3 separate regions of the Drosophila melanogaster genome follow, and regions 2 and 3 are each linked to region 1. The links are chromatin contacts, called in public Hi-C maps. All regions are on one chromosome and are shown on one strand. Each heading gives the region's core, a stretch centred on a gene start, on an enhancer-like site or on the middle of the called end of the contact. The rest is flanking DNA. Distances are from core to core; before and after follow the strand shown. Region 1 holds the start of fog (folded gastrulation). Region 2 holds the start of CG14613. Region 3 holds the start of lncRNA:CR43493 (long non-coding RNA:CR43493).

The links. Hi-C and Micro-C count contacts between places; a contact is called where the count stands out from the background.
Region 2: a contact with region 1 is called in a Hi-C map of the Kc167 cell line, with 6 times the contacts expected there. The contact joins the promoter of CG14613 here to the promoter of fog in region 1. A contact is called at or near these places in 2 of 107 Hi-C or Micro-C datasets (the Kc167 cell line and the S2 cell line) and 2 of 6 datasets of contacts at active chromatin or transcription factors (both in the Kc167 cell line).
Region 3: a Hi-C map of the Kc167 cell line shows a contact between it and region 1, with 2.8 times the contacts expected there. The contact joins the promoter of lncRNA:CR43493 here to the promoter of fog in region 1. A contact is called at or near these places in 9 of 107 Hi-C or Micro-C datasets (the Kc167 cell line, the ML-DmBG3-c2 cell line, the OSC cell line and 3 more) and 2 of 6 datasets of contacts at active chromatin or transcription factors (both in the Kc167 cell line).

The regions. Positions count from the first base shown.
Region 1 is chrX:22,852,438-22,857,002 of dm6, forward strand. It overlaps fog (folded gastrulation), which reads right to left and starts at 2,757. Exons shown (of 3, transcript NM_001272855.2): 1 at 2,606-2,757. All of the region lies in intron 1 of CG42346, which reads left to right.
Region 2 is chrX:22,469,557-22,474,121 of dm6, forward strand. CG14613 reads right to left here and starts at 2,465. Exons shown (of 4, transcript NM_001272843.1): 1 at 1,793-2,465; 2 at 1,586-1,731; 3 at 958-1,422; 4 at 425-895. The coding sequence starts at 2,220. The coding sequence ends at 1,271. Usp2 (Ubiquitin specific protease 2) reads left to right here. Exons shown (of 10, transcript NM_001298598.1): 10 at 1-590. It overlaps CG14618, which reads left to right and starts at 4,142. Exons shown (of 2, transcript NM_134620.4): 1 at 4,142-4,565. The coding sequence starts at 4,254.
Region 3 is chrX:22,489,068-22,493,632 of dm6, forward strand. It overlaps lncRNA:CR43493 (long non-coding RNA:CR43493), which reads right to left and starts at 1,805. Exons shown (of 2, transcript NR_047862.1): 1 at 1,653-1,805; 2 at 1-721. l(1)G0196 (lethal (1) G0196) reads left to right here. Exons shown (of 15, transcript NM_001298606.1): 2 at 4,414-4,565.

The DNA.
Region 1 (4,565 bases), core at 1,507-4,006:
CAATAGCTGTATAGATAATTTGAATCGGATAATTATTTTAGGAGTTATGGCTGAGTGACGGCTATCTGATAGTCGAGGCAATCGAAGCGAACTCTATCTATATAGTATTCATACATATGTATGTATACGTACCATCACAATACCCGTAATTTAATTTTCGTGCCGTCTGTAACACTTTCTATTGCTGATAATGACTTTTGGAGCATTTTGCGGGCGTTTTGGAACTTGCACAAAAAACATTTTGTAATTCATGTCTGCGCAAAAACAAATAAAAGAACGAGTCCACGGAAAAATTTACTAAATACACACATAAATATGGCCATTTTTCTCAGTGTGCATGTCAACAATTTCCCAGTCACTTGAGTGCTTGGCCACCCTTCCAGCTCTTTATTTTTTGGACAGTCGGTTAAATGCAATTAACTTGGTTACACTTTCATGCGGGAATAAAATTTTGGTACCGAAATTCGTTCATGGTTTGCTTTTAGTTTTCCATTTTAAGCCGCAATATATTTTGCGTCCAGCGGAAGTGATCACTTTGCCACATTGGCGCTGATAGTCACCGCGTGACTTCATCGGCATTATCATCATCATGTCCATTACCAGCGAACTCATGGAACTCACCTCTGTAAACATAATCGTGAACTCACTTGTTTGGCAAATGTTTGAGAGCGAACCCCGATAAGACACCTAATGCGCCTCGAATTGGTGTAGTTCGATTGTTTTGGTTGCATGATGACACTAAGGTCAGTTGTCATCCATTGTGGTCACGTCGTGAAATTGGTTTTTGCAATAACTAGTAAGGCGCTTGACCAGATTGAGAAATGTGCACGTGTCTATTGTTGTTCAAGAAGTGATTAAAAATGCTTTTAATATTTATCAGTTCGCTTTTAGGGAAACTATACCTACTCGTCAGTCAATGGCATGAGCCCAAACATATTCATGCTGAATCCATTTGGACGCGTAATAGCTACTTCGAAAAGCATTAGACTAAATACCTCCCGATTTGGTCATTTAAGATCTCAAGAGCCAGCTCTGTATCTGCAGAATGGCTAGATTTCCCACATCCGCAGAGTCAGAAGGTCAGCATCGGGCGTGAGACCGGAAAAACCGCTAGGATAAGCCCACGAAAACGAGACATCCTGATACCCAGGAAATAATGAAGCAGGATAATAAGGAGTACCAGAAACGAGATACTGTGGGTTTCGAATCTGTTATCCAAATTTTCTGGGCTGTATACATTTCGCTGGCTTCCTTTCAATTTAATTTGCATTAAGAAACAAGTTTCGCAGCGCAAAGTAATAATGGGTTATTCGATGGGCATTATAAAACACACATAAACGTTAAATAAAAATACATACAATCCACTTACTTTTGCTGTTTTATATCCCAAAACAAAGATGCCGAAGAAGGTGCGCTGCTTTTGCTTTTAGTTGCTTCTTCTTTGTCTTTTCCCCACTTTTGTTTTTCTTTGATTGTGGGTTAATATCAAGTTGTTGTAAAAATAAATTAGCATACAAATAAATAATAAACACCACAAATTGGCTCGTTTTGAATTTCGATTTGATGGCGGTTGAGCTTAATTTTTTGTTTGGTTTATTAAGAATTTTATATGTATGTGTTGATTGGCTTGCTGGTAAGAGCCAGTTCAAACTTGTAAGATACTAAATTTTTTTCAGTTGCTTAAAGTTTTCCCGTCGCTGGCTGCCTTTCATTTTTCGCTGCAGTTGTTAGGCTCATTAGGACAACACGGTTTTGTATTCGATTTTGTTGATTTATCTATTTTATTTCTCCAACTGTATCACATGTATTATCATATAATTCACAAAGACTTTTGCGCACACGAAAAAAAAACACACTACAACAAATCGACTTCAAAAGGTATCAATGGTAACATCCTGTTTGGGAAAAACGAAAGAGAATTATTTTGTATGCAACATTGAGTGCAATTCAAAAATAATGCCTACATGTGCACCGAAAATAGCTTAAGATTGTGAAATATTGTAGATATTTAATATATATCATTGTGAAATAACGTTAACTAAATATTTATAACTCAAAGCTAAGCTTCAAATTATGGTTGGTACTAGTATTTTAAAGTTGATCTCGGGTTTTTCAGTAGGCGAATCTATATGTACGGCGCACATATATTTTTAAGATTATAAATTATCGGACGCCTGTTGCTGTAAAGACAACAACAAGTACAACGACAACTGTTTCACAATGTAGTATAAACACAAAAGCGTAGTATATTTATACATGCCTCGTAGTATGTATTTTATTTTATTCTACTTTATTTTCACTTCGTTCGTTCTCTCTTTCCTGTTTCCTTTTACAGATAAGCATTCGAATGTTTTTTTGTTTTGTTTTAGTTTAGGTTCTTGTTCAAATTCAAATTAAAATCGGGTCAAATTTAGATAAAATAAAAGCACACGAAGAAACGTTTTTAAGGGACACAATCAGAAGATATTTATGTATATTACAAATTTATATTCCCATGTTACTATTTGCTTTTAAGTTATATGCGCCACGTTTTGACCGATTGCACATGTCTCTTAAATATCGAATTTATGTTACAAATTCAATCGAAATGATAGTGTTACTTTACTTTTTTCATTTGCTACTATTGTTGGTGATTTTTATCCGCTTTCTTCCCCCCTCATTTCTTTTAAGTTTTTTTTTTTGAAGAGACTGTAGCGGGCGGACAAGAGAACACGCACCGTTACCGATCACGTTCACAGTTGTTTTTTGAATGAGAAGCGGCTTCGAAACGTGTCGTCGCAGGCGTCGACGTCGGCGCCGCAGTCGCTGCGACAGACAGAGAGTGGTCAGATATAAATATACATGTACTGTATATATGTATATGTACGCGCGTTCGACAATGATCTTAGCCGAGAGAAAAGAGCCGATGCGCGGCATTAGGGAACTCTTTTCAAAGAGCGCGCTGAAGCCGCGCTCAGTTTTCATTGCTCTTAAGTTGCAACTGCACAAAGAAATCATTTTGCTGTTTTGATCGTGCATTGTTTTGAGTATGTATGTCATTAATTTAAAACAAGAGAGAACGCTATAGTCGAGTTCCCCGACTATCAGATACCCGTTATTCAGCAAGTCCAAGTGGGACGAGACTTTTCAACATTTTTCACGAACATTAGTAGAAATTGGTGGGAAAAAATTAATTTTAATTCTCTAAGGTCTGGGCAGGATATATTGGGCGGTTTAAGATAGCATATCTTCGGCATATCTATAAATTGGAAAAACAACTGGTTTAATACAAAAAAATTAAATCATTTCTCAAAAGTGTGGGAGTGTCAGTTTTGGTGCATTAGAGTGGGAATTTTTATCATATCGATAAAAATTAACAAGAGTCATAGAAATATGGAAAACTATCAAAACATTATGCAAAGGTGTGAGCGTGGCAGTTTTGGGAGGTTTGTGGGCGTGGCATCATGGGGAACAAACTTTCGCTGCGTCTAATGTCTCTAGAATCTAGCTTTTATATTTTCTGATATCTCGACGTTCATACGGACGGACAGACAGACGGACATGACCAGTTCGACTGGTCCTGATTGATCCTGATCACGATACATATATACACATGTACATATACAAGTACATGTACATATACATATACATATATGGTTGAAAACGCTTCCTTCTCCCTGTTACATTCTTTTTAACGAATCTAGTATACCCTTTTACTCTTCTCGACAATTCTCTTTTCTTTTTTGTTTTTCCCATACATGATTAACATTTTCTTCTGTTATGTTCTCTTGTTCTCAATTAGGGAGATGCTCTCTTTTGGCCGCCTGCAAAGGATGATTAATGATGTTCTCTGCTTTTAATTTTTTCTGAATGCTGCTAGTTGTTCAATTTAAAAAGGCAGTACGGCTCTTCCTGGTAATTTTCCGTTGGCTGTTTGTTTCTATTTACATATGTACTATGTATGTATGTATGTACCTTATTAAATAAAATTTTTATTTTCAATTTTGTCCGAGTTCGGTAGACCCCTACAGACACTACTAACATTCGGAAATATGTAAGGCTAACTGGAGTGGCCGGCTTAATAAAAATATCTCGGAAAAGCTGGAAAGTCGGAGATGGATTTCCTCGAAACCTAATTGAAGTTGATAGCAGTCATGGTTTTGTTCCCCGTCATCATCATTGGGCACTGAATCGCAAATCGCACTTCTTGGTAATTTTAGCCGCCACTTGAGCCTGTGCCGGTGTTTAGGCCAACATAATGGCCAATTAAGGCCACTTTGTCGTTTACAGCGTTTCAATTTCGATTTGATTAAGGTGAATTCCCTTTATTTTTTATGCAGTGATTCCGGCTAAAATTCATGAATAAAAGCAATTTTATGTAGATGATATAGATCATTACTTTAAAAAATAAATTTACAGAGTTAGCTTAGGGAACTAAAAATGACCACAACTAAACTAAGGGTATTTTGCCAAGTGTACGAATTGGGATCATCCCCATTTCCCTATTCTCTCATTCTTCGCCGTCTTCCCTTCGTATGGACTTATCGATGCGATGGTCAAGTGTGCGGGGCTCGTCTTCGGTCATT
Region 2 (4,565 bases), core at 1,215-3,714, 380 kb before region 1:
AATATATCTTATGTAATTTATTTATTGTATTTATGTAAAGGATATGAAGAAATACACTCAAACACCTACACTTACACTCAGCGAAACAGGATGTGTACATAATGTAACTTGTTTCCAACAGATTCACGAAGAACTATACAAGCTTCAACTACAACCACACTGAAATTTGGACGAAAAATAATAAATGAATCCAAGACACATTATTTATTTTTTTGTAAAGAAAGTGCAACACTTTCTTTTGGCTTAAATATTAGTTACGATTTTAATTGTTGGATATTTTACTAACGTTACAGAAAAACTAAAAAGGAAAGCAAAAAATCATTAAAACACTAAGAGAAGACGGAAAAATAAACGCAAAAGCAAAATTTAAAAATAAACATTTTGAAATCTGTTTTATTCATCTCATCGATTTCATTATCGACCAGGGCTGCAGTCAAGTGCAATAACACAACTTAATAACAACTAAAGTATTTTAATATTTCTGTTTTTGTACATTTCCAAATATTTTTTTAAATGATTTTACTTATCAGGCATATATTGTGTGTCGTAGTAACATCATTCATATGATTCCATCCTTCGGAAATAGAATTGGGCATCCTAACAAAACTAAATTAATAAAACTAACATTTCATTATACAGAGTATATGTCAACAATTTAAACTTCATTTCGTGCGATTAGGGTCACACCCAGAACTAGAGGCTCTGCTTCTTTTTATTTATACTTTAATTTAAAAGTTAGGTTTTTGTTTGCGACAACATTCTCACATTTACAAAATATATCTATAAATAACGACTACTGAACTCCACGTTCAGCGGCTCTGTTTTGGGTTTCTTTGTGAAATAAGATTTGGTTTCCCATTGGGGACGTCCCGCCGTTTCGTAACTGCAGCAGAAACTATAGGCAAAGTACATATTGAGTGTGTATCTGAATATATGGGATGGGATTGAAGGGATTACGGCTATTTAACTGTGGTTAGTGGGCGTGTGTGCATCGGCAACTCAGTGCGGTGGCTGCGGCTTCTGCGATCGACTGTGATTCCGGACAAGAGTTATGTTCGTTTGAGCACCAGTGCCAGCAAGAACGGCGGCAGTTTAACAAAAAAGACAACAGGTCAACTGCTCGCCGCTCGCCGGCGTCCGGTCGCTGCTGGTCGCCGATCCCTTGGGGCATTGACAGTGGCAGCAGCGGCGGCGGCGGTTTAGGATCTAGTGACTGTGGCAAAGGCAACGACACCACTGAAGTCGGAATGTGTTTGCCCGTGGCCGTGGATCATTCTCTCTCGTCCTTCTCTGCCTTGTCCGCCTTAGCGCTTGCCCGGGTGGCCTTCTTGTCCTCGTACATCTTTATTAGCTCGCTTTTTGTGGGCATGGGCTTAATGTAGCCGTGTTGCACCAGGTACTTAATGGATACGGTTGTACACCCTGCAAAACGGTTAAAGCGGATAAGCTTAAATGATTCTTATTACAAAAATTTAAGTTATGCGTGAAATTTTAGCATAATCTGTTCCAAAGAAGTTCGCATCAAAAGGCCACAATAAAGTTTTTTGAAAAAAGGCATCTGATGTTAGTCAAAGCTGAAGCTTACCCAAAGTAAGGGCGTAGCGCAGGGGCGTGGCCACTTTATAGCACAGATAGGCGATGGCGTAGTGCCCCATATCCGAGCCCTGCACCTTCTCAATGATGTTCTCGCTCAAGTGGATGTACTGCAGCAAAGCGGGCACATCGACGCCACTGCAATGGGAGGGATTCATATAGGGTTTGAACGGAACGGTTTCTGGGGTATGGTACGCACCTCTTTGACAGGTAGTAGAAGCCTCCAAACCAGCCCACTGACGTGAGCACGTGCACCGGGATGAGCACGTACCAGTACTGTTTGTACATGTGCTTGAACTTGGCGAACAAACCCATGTTTGCCGCCTCGCCAAAGAGTTCGCTGGAGGTGGTGCTGTTGGTGGCCTTCAAATCCTTGCCGCCGGCTGACGAGTTGTTAATGGCGGGCGCTGGTGCAGCCGCCGCCGGGTTCGCCGACTTGTGGTTGAAGCGGATGTTGACGGTGGGCAGGAGCAGGTTACGGCGATTCGCGAGAGGCCAGGAATCACTAGCCAGACTTGTTGGACTAGTCTCGGACATCGTCGACAGGCACCTTGAGTGGGCGCCACCGAACAGCCGCAAGGAGCAGGCAAGCAATCGCTGGCGCGACAGAAAGACCACTGTTGCCATAATTGAACCTGTATTGGCCAATACTCTACAGGAATTAACCAATATGCAACGTGCCGGGCTGGTCCTCGCAGAGGGTGCTCTTCTATTGGCAGCAGCGGCTCAAGATTTACCACTTCCCGATTCTCCTGGGGACTATTCCACACGCACGTTCCCACGCAGAGCCGGCTCAATTCAGTTTATTAAATATCTTCTGATTTCACCTGGCCTGCTGCAGTCATCGGGCTATCGGTTTTCGATAACTGAGAAAAAGCACTAGATGTTAAGTAACAGGGCTGGCGATAGTAGGCATAAAAAGCTTTTCTATTTTCAATTCTACGCATTTGTATTTCTCAACTAACAAATTGCTGAGTAGTTTAAAATCGAATTATCCTTAAGGTCTCTCAAATAGCTATTGTTTAAAGATAGCACCAGTCTTAACCAAGATTACATATCTGGGCCTCAACGATTTAGATCTTATAAGGAGAAATGAATCTTCTTAAACTTTTACGCCCTTGATATTTAATTGCATTAACCAAAGGGCTTAGGATGCGTGAGATATGTACATATTTGTCGAAGAGTCTCTGCCGCGCATCAAAAGAATAGAAAAGGCGCGTGCCAAGCAGAAACGCGCAATTACTAGAAATGTCGTTATATTTAAATGATCTGCGACATATGTATGTATTTATACCCATTGATAAGAAGGGTAAACCTAATTTGTTGAAAAATAAAAATCCTTACTAAGCGATCTCAACATTAAGATATGTACATATGTTGTTTGCTTCGAATATAAAAGCCGGAAAATCGCCACGACCACGTTTTAAAAAAACATTTGGATTTCTTTTGGATATAATTTCAGTACATAATTTTAGTGGCCAATTTAACGGATAAGCCAATGCAAATAACAAATAAGTACATGTATAGGTACACAAAAAACTATTGTACAATTCAACAAATACATAGATACAATTCTACACTGTTGAAAAAAAATTGTTCCTGTACAATGCGAATGTCTTCTACCGAAAGTAACGGGATCTAATCGCCCATCCACTCTATGCATATTTTTCGTGAGCGCATTATGAATTGCACACTACATACAGATAGTCAAGAAATTGTTTGCACAATGAAAATAAATTGTATTTTCTGCCTTTCAATGCAATATTAAGGGCTTTTTGTTTACCTTTATGGATTTTTTTTATTTCCATTTATTTTTTTATATGTTTTTTATCAATATGTAAAAAATAATAACAAAACTATTAACAATGAACGAGAAAAACAACTAAATCTAAGCTTGCACAGATTTCACACTGTAAAGAAATTGTTTGCACACTTTTCTTTTGTTTTCTATTTTGCTCCTATTCCGAGGAATTTCGATAATCAAACGATACATAATCGTCATTTACGCTTTATGCGTTGTGTGGGTGGCAGATTTGGTTTTGAAATTTGCCAAATTGAGCATTGTTCAAGTTAGTTTTGTAAAATTTAAAAATGCCTGGCAAACGATTGAGTTTTGAAGTAGTTTAACTGATTTTTTATAATCACCATTTGGGAAAATTTGTTAAAGAATTGTCAGAAATGTTTTCTGCATCGCGGAGAACAATTTAAAATGTTATTAATCGCGCAAAAAACGAGGGCAGATTGGATTCAAAATGTGGAGAAGGACGTAAAAATAAAATTTTCAACCGTTCAGACCGACTTATTATGCGAAAAATTTATGAAAATCCGCAAATATCCGCAACTATGCATGATCATTGAGTCAGTCACAAATAAACTCATATCCGCATAAATACTAAGAATTTAAAAATTCTTATATAAACTATGTAAATGTAGAATTTAGAAAAATTGTCAAAATATGACAATGGAATAAGGGGATTTCAGCTAGCTTGGGCTTTCAAGCGTGTTCCCCACGTAACAGAGTGCTGTTAGGCGCAGCACGCTGAAAACGCTGTTAAATCAGCTGCTGGCAATATTCAATTTTCTTAGCCAATTGAACTACTTTTAAATACACGAGGGTAGCGGTAACGTAAAACACAACAAAAAATCTAGTAACAAGATCAATGGATACGACAGAAAAGGCTCTCAAGGAGGTGACCCCGGCGATGCTTAGCCTGAACAATTGCCCGGGCACAACGCCCGGCACGCCGATGAGCAAAAATCAGCTTAAGAAGCAGCGAAAGCTGGCGGAGTTTGCCGAACTCCGGAAGCTGCGACGCGAACGGGAGCGTGAGAAGAAAAAGCAGAAGCGGCGGGAGGCCAAGGAGCTGGGTCTGCCCGTCCGGACGGGACCCTCCCGCAAGGAGCTGAAGAAACGCCAGTTGGCAGACGGCGGAAAGTCTGGCCTCTCGGTCGCTATAGATCTGGACTACGAC
Region 3 (4,565 bases), core at 555-3,054, 360 kb before region 1:
AGCAGAATTAGATTTACAAACATAAATCGGAATGTAGTGTAATTTTCTCTCAGTGCACTGTTTATTTTTGTGCGTAGATCCCACATTTACTATCTGTTATCCCTTTTCTCCCGCCCATCCGCTGCTCTTCTTACCGCCCGCGAAAATCCAGAGACAGACGTCAGCGAGTTGGAGCCGCGCTCCTCATCGTTTTCCCATCCGGTGATTCGTCGGTTTTGCACTTGTTTTCATTTCTTTAATGTTGCGCTATTTTGCTCGCTAGGTAACTGGTTTTAAACAATCTACATTTTTTGGTTACCGTTACGCTTTGATTGTTTAAGCAATTGGTGGGCGCGCTGTGTTCTAATTACGTTTTCGGTTTCTTGGCTGCATTAATTAATTACCCGGTTATGCCATTTGTTTGCTTAATTTGTTTGCTTTTGGCTTCCGACTACGTCTGGAATCTCGAGTAGCTCCGACGAGGGACCACTTGCATTCTCAGATTCGTAGACCAGGTTCGACTTTCAAGCGGAGTGGTTTTAGAACGGTTAGTTTTCGATGGTTTCGATGGTATCGAACCATTTTGTTTAGATAAACTGTATGTATTATACATACATATGTATATGTAAGTGCTCGTTTGCTTGTATAAAGTAAAGTTTTCGTCAAAGTTGGAGATTTAAAGAGAATCTTTGGGACTGTTCTTGGGCGAAACTTAATTTATCCATTTCATATTTTTGGGTGGCTATATGAGAAATATAAAAACGTAGTGAAATAGTACTGGAATAGTGATATATCAAAAAGTGAATTGTACATCCAATTTTAAGAGTTAAGAATTATGCCCTAGAACTCTTAAAATTGGATGTTCGTCAATGTTTAAATCGATGCTCAGTACGTCTGGCAATCGGGGAAACGCTGAAAGTTCAATTAATCAGAAAAACCGATATGTAAATAGTAGCTGTCTTATATCGGGTGTTTGAAAACACTAAAATTTTGTATTTAATTGAATGTTATTTATTTATTAGGAAGAAATATTGCTCGATATTGCCTTTAATGTCTTATATTTTCTAAATAATAACTTTTTTTTAATTCAAAGGGATGGGCAAACGTAAGCAAAGGATGTTATTACAATTTAAAAAAAATTTTTGAAAAAAGACACTTTTTGATTTTCGAAATTTTTCGAACTTTTTCGAAATTTCAGATCTCGAAAACTAAACGAAGGCAAAAAAAAACTTATCGGTGGGCAAACATGGGCAAACGATTCCAGCTTTCAAATTTCAAATTTTTTTTTCCCCAAACTCATTTCTTTTTTAAGCTACTAATATAGACTTTTTTAAATAATAAAAACGAGTTTTAGAGTTTCATTACAAACAATATAAAGTGTTCGGGGCTTGCTAGTCTACAAGTGTAGGTAAAACCGAATAAAATCGTAAAAGATATACCAATTTTATTAATTGAGGGCTTAATAGTGAACCCGTCTTATAGACCTCCCTTTCTTTTTTTGTCTGATCTTTATATCTTTGTATGTATATCATCTAATTTTCATCTTTAAGTTCGGGGAAACAGAGATCTCAGAGGAAAGATACGTGAAGGTCATAATTGATGGGGAACATCGCTTGAATGGCGCCTGCTAGTGGTCGCCAGCGACGGGTTCTATACATAGAGAAAATATTTACTTTGGAGCTTGGATTTCTAAGGCAGATGTGTGTTTTACGAGCCGTAGCGCCCTTATCACTGGAAGTCTTATCTGCTCCACCGACCGCAGTTACCGGTTACCGATTACCGATTTTCGTCGCTGCTCTTTGTGTAGCTCTCGTTGTCTTTGTTGTCGCTTTCATTAACACTGGCCGATCGGCCGGACGTATACGCTATATAAGTTGAAGTTAAGTTTAACAAATGAGAGCGACGATGATAACATGTCGAAGCAATTATACACAGAGAACGCCTTTTCGTCGTTCTCCCGCTCTAGGTATCTTCATGCACTGAAAATTTTAAATTAATAATTACCTTTGGGGCTTTGTAAAACTTCTAATTAAATAACTGCATCTGTTGCAATGCGAACTTTAGCATGTATAATTCACATTTGTAATATGTGTGACTGCAATTTAACTGTGTGACTGTATTTAACATAATAGCCTAATATGTTTTTTATTGTATATACAATATATATACAATATAGTATATAAAAGAGTAAGAAAAACTCAAAAGCTTTAAGAAAAATATCCAAATTTATTCGTACAAAACCTTTCTAGGAAAGAATGTTTTTTTATAAAGACAGGTCGATATATTTACAGTTCGTATTTATGTTCGAAATCGTGCTGAAAATCGCAATCAAATCCAGATCCAAAACGAAAGCATTTCTTCACAGTGTATTATCCATCTGGCTCTTTGTGCGATCACTTCTCTTTCTGTTTTACGTCGTCTCTGGCTGATCGGATTCTCCCCTGAGTGAGTGGGCGCACAGACGAATGGGGCCGTACGCTCGGAAACAATCCGATACCGATACGATCCCCAGCGATCCCCAGCGATCCAAAGCAACAAACCGTTTTTTCAGTTCCGTTAGTCAGTTGGCCGCGTTGCACGGAACGGGCGTTATACGCCGACCCCGTCGGTTTGCGTTTTCAGTATTTGTTCGGGTTAGGTCATCTGGTTTTGTAGAATCCGACCGATAAGCACGAACGGTTTAGTTTCCGCACTATCTATCCATTTTATTCGACGACGGATTGCTAAATTGCAGCTAAATCCGGCTAATATTTCGGACGATGCGTAAAAAATATTTGACAAGCCCTAATAAACAATTTGATTGTTTATAAATAAAGTACCCTCAAACGAGAAGCCCAAATGTTAAAATAACGGAATATAAAACAAGTTTCTAAGTTACCGTCCTGGGTAAACAGTCAGATTTGGCCAAAAAGAAACTGAGCTACCACCACAATGGAGTGGACTTGGTTCAAAGACTGGTGGCGTCTCAAGAAGCTCCGATCTCGTCACCAGCGACATAAGAAAAAACTCCAAGCAACCGCGGCGTCCGCTGAAGCTGCGGTGACAGCAAGCGCATTTTTGGCCGGCTCTGGGTGCGCGGAAAGTGGTGGTTCCCAGGATCCTCAAACCAATCGTCTCCACAGCTTGGACGCAGTGCCATCTGATGGAACTTTAGCCAGAAGACGCCATGGTAGTCGTGATAGTCTACGCCGGAATCGCTTGCTGCAGCGCCAGCGACGGAGTCAAAGTGCCGCAGTTCGCAGTCATAGAAGCCACGACGACGACGACGATGGGGAGTACGGACCCTTCAACGTCAGTGATTACGAGGATTACGGGCCAAATCATGGCAGCGACGAGGAGAGTGATGATTTCTGCTACTGTGAAGTCTGCATGAATGTAGGTCTCATTGGTTAGACCAAAGAAATTGATTGATTGGACCCTGAGTCGTTAAGAATTTTCGAAGTCGGGGTCGAATTGAATGCTAATTAATTTGTGGATCGGGTGGCATCTGAACCATATATATTAGGCTTCAGTTGTTCTCCCAAATGTCTGGGATTTTAATTTGAAGGATTCTTAAATGTGTGGCGTTAACCAACACAAACACAAAGTCAGAAAAAGCTTAAAAGCTATAAGTAGTTGATGACTGTCAGATACCTATTAAAGTCACCATCCGCCTCCTAGCGGTTGTTAAATTTATTGGTTACGACTTTATTACGTCCCGAATTATTATTATTTATCAAAATATACTCTATGAAATTAAACCTATTTCATTAATGTGTAAAATGGTTTTGTCATCTCGGGAGGAATTGAAGAGGAAAACAAGAGAATAGGCTACAGATCTTGACGTTCATACGGACGGACAAACAGACAGACAGGTCCAGACCGACTCGACAATTGTTCCTCTTCAATAATATACATTATATGGTCGGAAACGCTTCCTTCTATCTGTTAGATACTTTTCAACGAATCTACAAGTAACGGGAAAAAAATTAAAAAAAAAATTCCAAATGTGGTAGTTTTTGAAAAGTAATTCTAGAATAAATCTACTTCATGGGGTCAACAATATAGTACCAATATAGTACACCCTATAAATCTTTCGTAGAGTAGAGTAACGAATAAAAGGTATAATAATGAACTGAAAAAATGGTTGAATAAGTGCCATAACTCATTTCTGAAAGATTTGAATGATAGCTCATGATTTACATACGATTTACTTGTTTGTGTCTTGGTTTTTCCGTGAATACAACATAATTTGACTCTATATGGGTTTCCTTTTCAAAGAACTTACTCATAGCTTTGTAGTAGGAGTGGAAAAATGTGACACGTTAATAAGTATACAAAATAATACCCAATAGATCTGAGAAGCGAGAATCCTGATATTCCCGTTGCCTGCTGCCTGTCTACACAAATCATTGAGAAAACCTCATTAATGCCCGCATTATTCTGTTTTCAAAGGGCGACACGGACTTCGGAGACAGCAATGACGGGATGGACTCCGACACGAGCACCTCTTCCAGCAACAGCAAGCAGGTGGTTGTCGGCATCTGCGCGATGGCCAAGAAGACACAGTCAAAGCCAATGAAGGAGATCCTGACACGTCTTGGAGA